Linked DNA regions of Sus scrofa: region 2 is linked to region 1. Evidence: chromatin contacts called from public Hi-C data. All regions are on one chromosome and are shown on one strand. Each heading gives the region's core, a stretch centred on a gene start, on an enhancer-like site or on the middle of the called end of the contact. The rest is flanking DNA. Distances are from core to core; before and after follow the strand shown. Region 1 overlaps LOC102166141 (a long non-coding RNA gene). Region 2 overlaps KIAA1217 (sickle tail protein homolog).

What was found. A called contact is a pair of places that touch in the nucleus more often than the background predicts.
Region 2: a contact with region 1 is called in a Hi-C map of liver, with 9 times the contacts expected there. The contact joins two enhancer-like sites. A contact is called at or near these places in 2 of 47 Hi-C or Micro-C datasets (embryonic fibroblasts and liver).

Annotation. Positions count from the first base shown.
Region 1 is chr10:50,263,788-50,266,963 of Sscrofa11.1, forward strand. All of the region lies in intron 3 of LOC102166141 (a long non-coding RNA gene), which reads left to right. LOC102166227 (a long non-coding RNA gene) reads right to left here. Exons shown (of 4, transcript XR_002336361.1): 2 at 2,400-3,156; 3 at 2,068-2,262; 4 at 1-748. Among named protein-coding and RNA genes, the nearest start is that of THNSL1, 45 kb to the right of the region's middle. Within about 2 kb of position 1,679, at least 6 of the 83 cell types and tissues checked have an H3K27ac peak or open chromatin away from gene starts, as enhancers often do. A contact at or near this core is called in liver, where this site is marked.
Region 2 is chr10:50,861,430-50,864,605 of Sscrofa11.1, forward strand. All of the region lies in intron 3 of KIAA1217 (sickle tail protein homolog), which reads right to left. Among named protein-coding and RNA genes, the nearest start is that of KIAA1217, 170 kb to the right of the region's middle. Within about 2 kb of position 1,747, at least 32 of the 83 cell types and tissues checked have an H3K27ac peak or open chromatin away from gene starts, as enhancers often do. A contact at or near this core is called in liver, where this site is marked.

The sequences.
Region 1 (3,176 bases), core at 429-2,928:
ACATCTACTGAGTACTCAGGAACAATGGAAGCTGGGAGGGGATGAAGCTGTCACTTCTGCCTCAGCCACACCTCTCTTTGAGGAACTCTTAATTCATGGGTTTAGCTCTTCCTTTAGCAGCCTGTCATCGAGGGTTTATACAGTGTGTGTCTCAAGTCAGACAATGGGAAGAGTGGACATGAACACACACGAGGGGCCAGCCTTACTTCCGTTTTGGAATGATAGGTGGAAAGTGGAAGATAGGAAGCCTGTGATCTCCATTTACTAGTTGAAGACTGGTCAGCTTTCTCACCCCTCTTTCCTCCTACCTCGGTGATCACCTAGCAGTTGCTTCATCCATCTCTGACCTCAGCCACACACAAAGGTAGTTCACCTTTTTAGCAGGCAAGTGAAGCAAAAGTCTTTTTCCTTCAAAATTATAACTCCTCCTGTAACCGATTTCTGCAGTTTTGTGTTAAAGAGACATTTCTTGGGAGTCTTCAAATGTCCCCTATTAAAACGCCACAGATGTATGAGGGGAAAGTATGTTATAGTATTATTTACAGTAGCAAAATCATAAGGAGACTAGTTGCCCCATACCGAGGGAATAGAAGAATGAACAATGATGAAGCCACAGGATGTGATATGATGACAACTTTAAAATCATGCTTTAGGAGGCCCCAGGTGGCTCAGTGGGTTAAGGATCCCAGCATTGTCACTGCTGTGGCACAGGTGATTCCTGGCTCAGGAACTCTTCCTCTTGCTATAGCTGCAGGAAAAAAAAAAAAAAAAAAAATTAAACCATGCTTTAATAATTATTTTATTTTTATTTTTGGCTGCCTCAAGGCATATGGACTTCCCGGGCCAGGAATCAGATCCAAGCCACAGCTGCAATCTATACTGCAGCTATGGCAACGCTGGATTCTTCAATCCACCGTGCCAGACCAAGGACCAAACCTGCATCCTGGCGCTGCAGAGACACTGCCAATCCTGTTGCACAGTGGGAACTCCAGTAATAATTTTAATGACATAAGAAATGATTGCCAAATAGTGTTAAGTGGAGATCTGATATTAAAAAGTGATCTCAATTTTTTTTTTCTTTTTATGGCCACACCTACAGCATATGGAAGTTCCTGGGCTAAGGGTCGAATCGGAGTCACAACTGCCATGGCAATACCAGATCCTTAACCCACTAAGCGAGGCCAGGCATCCTCACAAATACTGGGTCAGGTTCTTAACCCACTGAGCCACAGCAGGAGCTACATTATCTCAATTTTTTAATTTAAAAAAAAAAAAAAGCAGAGGCATCAAAATTCTGAGATCCGTATCTCTGAAAGGTAGAGTTACAGAGGAACTTATATTTCATCTAATTTCTTGTATTTTCAAAAAAAAAAATCCTGTTAACGTGAATATGTATTAATTTTATAATCACAGTTTATTTGTATCTATCACTATTCCCAAGAAAAGTGATAGTTTGCCTTTTGTAATTATCCCAAAAAGGGGGGGAGGTTTAAACAGTTAACCAAGAGCAAGAAATGGTTGGCAGGAGAAGGCAGGGGCAGGCATGCAGGGAGGGGTGGGGAGAGAGTCGGGGGATGAGAAGGAAAAATTGAGAAACAATCTTTTTCCTACCACCACGGTGGTAGTAGGACATTAAGGCCTCATTCCACCTGCCTCCCTGGGAGGAGGGCAGTGCTGGGCCCAGCCAATCACTGTTCTCCTGGGTCAGAAGTCAGGAAAAAAGAATGACATTATTGAAGATCTTGCCTAGAGAAAACAAGGCCTTCAATTAGAGACAGATTAATACATGGACTTTGAGATCTTTGTTTTGATGGTTCTGCAAGGTAAAGAGAACCGGAAAAATTAGTTACCATTTCAAGTTTTATTTTGACTCTGCTCAGCTCAATTCGCATTGATTGTAAATGGCCCAAATAATGTTTAATAAGCTCTAAATGGCTTTCTGTCCTTCACAGAACTCATTTGGTCATTTACAGGTGTCTGTGATGGGGCGTGTTTGATATATAGAAAGACATTTGTATTGTGTACCATGAAGTGAATATGTTTAGCAGGGAAGAAAAGGAACATTACCTGGTAAAGTGATGTCAGCAGGAAATTTCTACCTGGATGAGGGCGCATTTCAAGCATTTATTACTATTTGAAAGAAAGCTTAGAGGTATCTCTTCCAGATAGATACAGGAAGTCCTTCTTTGAGCTAATTTCCTTCCAAGATTTTTGCTAGGCTAACAGGCAATCCAGAGAGGCAGTGTCTTGAAGGAAAATGATCTGGAGAGAAAGAGGCAAGAAAACGAGAATGGCTGATTAGGACCATCAGTAAACAGGTGAAGGAGTACCTGGGATTTATCTAGTGAACTATGCGAATCTCAACAACAAGTGTGCCAGCTGCTTGAACAGTATCTTACCTGGAGAAGGGCTCCATGGAATGAGAAAAGGTTGTCAGGGTCTGAAAGTGAATGGGGAAGGGAAGGTAGGTGACGAAAATATGCAGACTAAATAATGGCTTTACCAATGGAAAGATTTGTGAAGCTAAAAAGATCAATCCAAGATTATAAGTAATGAGCAAAAAAACATAGAAAGTTGTAGAAGACAAAGAGTTCCGCCCAAAGCGCCTGAAAGCCCAGCTACTTGGTAAGAACTTGGCGCCCTCCAGTGATGAATCCGAAATCCCATTCCCTGTTGTCCTCACCCTGCCTTCAAGCCATGGCCCCCAGTGGGGACAGCGGAACCATGAGAGCCATTGCATTGGCCACGTGGACTCATCTCTAGACTTTGCACTTGTAAATGGTTCCTCTGTTGCTCTCCAACTTTCTTATCTCTTTGTGGTGGATCTTATTGATCTGCCTGGACTCATAATTGTAAATGATTAACTGGCGGAAACTGAATGCCTAATCCTTTTGGCAGTTTCCCCAAACAGATACTTTCCCTCAACAGCCAATATTGTGCCCGTTTATCAGAGAAGCTTTTCTTTCAGATTGTAAGATTGGTCCCTTTGGAAAGTGCCTTTTTATTTTATGTATTCATTTCTTCAGCTCAAAGAATTGCTGTGCTGTGGTTGCTTCAGGGTCCCACGTAAGAGCCAAGTCATAGTGCCTCAATGCGGTTATCACAGGCTCCTTTGGAGGCTGATGGAGGAACCAGTGTGCAGCGAGGGTGTTTTCCCTGAGGGAAGAAAACAGCAT
Region 2 (3,176 bases), core at 497-2,996, 600 kb after region 1:
TTGTCCACTTCCCTTCTCCTAATTGACTCTGTTTTCACTGAAGAGAGAGAGAATTTATGAAATGGCATAAATTCCACTAAGAAGAGTTTCATTTGGCTCCGGATGGGTGGAGCGGGCAGGGAACCCACCATCTCCATACAAGTAAAGATTTAGAGGCGATAGATCTTTGGAACCTCGTCACGTTATAAATCAGGGCCACTGAGCAAATTTCTTTCTTTACCTTCCTGCTTTGTAAATCTCCAAGACTGGCAAGGTGGCCTTCAACATCAGAAAAGATCGCTGGATTTTGCTGTCATTTGGCCCTGCCTGAAGTCCCAGGATAAGCCGCTCACATCTTGCACGCAGGACAGCATGGAAGAGAGAATATTATACAGATGCCAGCGATGTCTAACTTCTTTGTCCTAAACAGCGGCTTAGGACTATCCCTCTCTCTCTTGAATGCCTCCTAAAAGCCTCAGCGCATTCACCAAGCACAGCCTCCCAGCGCTCCTCCCACCCCCTAAATACGCCAAAGGAGGGATTATTCAAGCGGAAAAATGATTAAGCTCCCAGGTTTATCTCCAGGCACAGGCTGCCTGAAGTGAGAGCAAGGATGCATCTCCTCCACGGAGCAGGAGTGGTTTGAGCCCTGGTCCAGGTCCGCGCCTGGAAAGGGCTCCAGTGACACACTGCGCATGTGCAAAAGCAAAGCCTGGGAGCCGGGCCTTCCCGACTCCACCCCTTCTGGGCTGTGTAGCTGGAGGTCACCCCAGTGTTCCTGGGCTCCTGGGGTGACAAACAGGGCAGCTACTGGGGTAGCTACTGGGCACCCCCTCAACTCAGTAATCAAGATAAATAATATTTTTATGAGATATTTTTAAAAAAAATCAAAACTCATGCAATAATCCATGATGAACCAGCTATGGCTTTTGGGGGGAGGGGGAAGAGGGGAAGCGGGGCGGGCTTGCAGCATGCAGAACTTCCTCAGCAAGAGATCAAACTCGTGCCACGGGCAACGATGACACCATATCCTTAACCTGCTAGGTCACCAGGGAACTCCCCAACTATGACAATTTAAAATAAACACAAGAGCAACAGGACATAGGGGTCAGAGTTCCTGTGGTGGCTCAGCGGTTAACCAACCCGACTAGGATCCATGAGGATGCGGGTTGGATCCCCAGCCTCGCTCAGTGGGTTAAGGATCAGCCTTGCGGTGAGCTGTGGTGTATGTAGGTCGCAGAAGTGGCATGAATCTGGCATGGCTGTGGTGTAGGCTGGCAGGTACAGCTCTGATTGGACTCCTAGCCTAGGTACCTCCATATGCCATGGGTGTGGTCCTAAAAAGAAAAATAATAATAATAATAACTTAAAAAACAAAACAAATCAAAACAGGACTTAGGCGGAGATCTTAACATTTTGTGGATTAAGGTAAAATGACATTGTATAGATCCCAAAAGAAACCCAGGGCTCCCAGGTGGTGCCAAGAATGGATTTGCAGGAGGTCACAGCTCGGTTTCCATCTGCAGCCTGTGAGGCCACTCCTAGCAGGGCTTCACCACCGAGATGCTGGGATACATCCGCTCTCCCCGTCCCGGGCTTTCTGGGGAGCCTGCTCTTCCCCAGGAGCCGGTGTTGTGGTTCAGTAAAGCCAGGCACACGGGGATTTTCCCCGAACACAAGGCTAGCCTGGCAGGGGGACTGTGTTTAGACGCTCCCTGACTCACAGTTTCCTGTTTACTTCCTATCAAGGCTTGTGATAGGAAGGCTTGGTGAATTACAGCACGAAGGCCAGGTGCGGCCGGGAGGACATTCCCAAACGAGCCACAGAGAGCGGTCAAGGGCAGCGCCAAGCTGCTGGCCCAGTGCCAGCCTCATTTTCTGGCACTAAGCTCCCCTCGCTGGGGCAAACTTTTCATTCCTCTCCTCTCCGTGTGTTCCTTTGTTTCTATGCAGGAGTTGTAGAAATCACTGGCCAAAAAGTTCCTCCTGGAGCTGGAAGAACAAACACATCCTATGCATTTTCTTCATTTGCTGTGACTCCCCAGAACTTCACAGCAAGGTGTGCTCAGAGTAAAACTAAGCGTTTTGCAGAAGCACAGCCACCCCATGAGAAAACACTAGCCACCCTCAGCAATTCCTAGGGCAAGGCTGCCATCAGCTCCTGCAGGCCCTGGGAAGCTGCGGTATCTACCTGCCATCAGCTCCTGCAGGCTCCTTCCGGAAGCTGCGGTATCTACCTGCATTGCCAAGTGCACTTGGCTATGGAGGGAAATTCCTGCCTGCAAGACAAAGGGTCCATTATTCAGCAGGCTCGCTGTTCCCCAGGTATGGGGGAAGGCGCTTAGGCATTTGTTCTTATCTTCATTCTATTTTGCAAAGCACAGGCTATCTTTACACAGACCTGAACCTCGTTCATTTCCTACCAAGCACAAAGGAGAAATTCCATTCCTTGGCTGCCTCCTGTGCTCTTGCCTCAAGCATGAGGAGGGTTAAAAGAACACAAAGCTCTGTAATCCAGATGGAAAGCCCCAGCTTGTGTCACCTGGACACTGCCCAGGCCCTGTGTGTTCCCAGGGTGCACCACGCCCCTGCAAATACTGTGCCTTCATTTGTAAATGGGGTGAATAGGAACTGGAGGGACTTCCCACTTCTGCCCTTTAATCAACTGCGACCTCAAAAAACAAGAGCAGATTCTCTGTGGCTTTCTTCTCTCATTCGTCAAACGAGGACCCTGAGTTATTACTCTGAGATGAAGTATACACAATTTAATGTTAAAAATTAATCAACAATGCAAAAATAATAGGGGATTTTGTTTTGGTTGCTTTTTTGTGGTTTTGTTTTGTTTTGTTTTGAGAGCAGCCAGGACAATGTCTGAACCCAGTCTGCTCTGATTATCACCTGCAACTGAGGAAACAAAATCAGGCTACCTCTCGATTCTCTTTTCTTCTATAAGGAAGGCATTTGTTCGGTTTTAAGAGGCAGAATTCAGCTGTCTTCTGCAGGGACAGGACCCTGAAGCCTTTTGTAGGTTGATCCTGTTCCTGTCCCCTCCTTTCCCCCAGCCCACATGTCTGCAAACACAGGTACTGAGTCAGCACCTTGAGATCGCAGGTTAAGCATTTGAAACACAAACATGATTTGCGAAAAGGTCTAAATCTTCACGGCTGATACCGTTTGTTAAAGGGCCAGGAAAACCA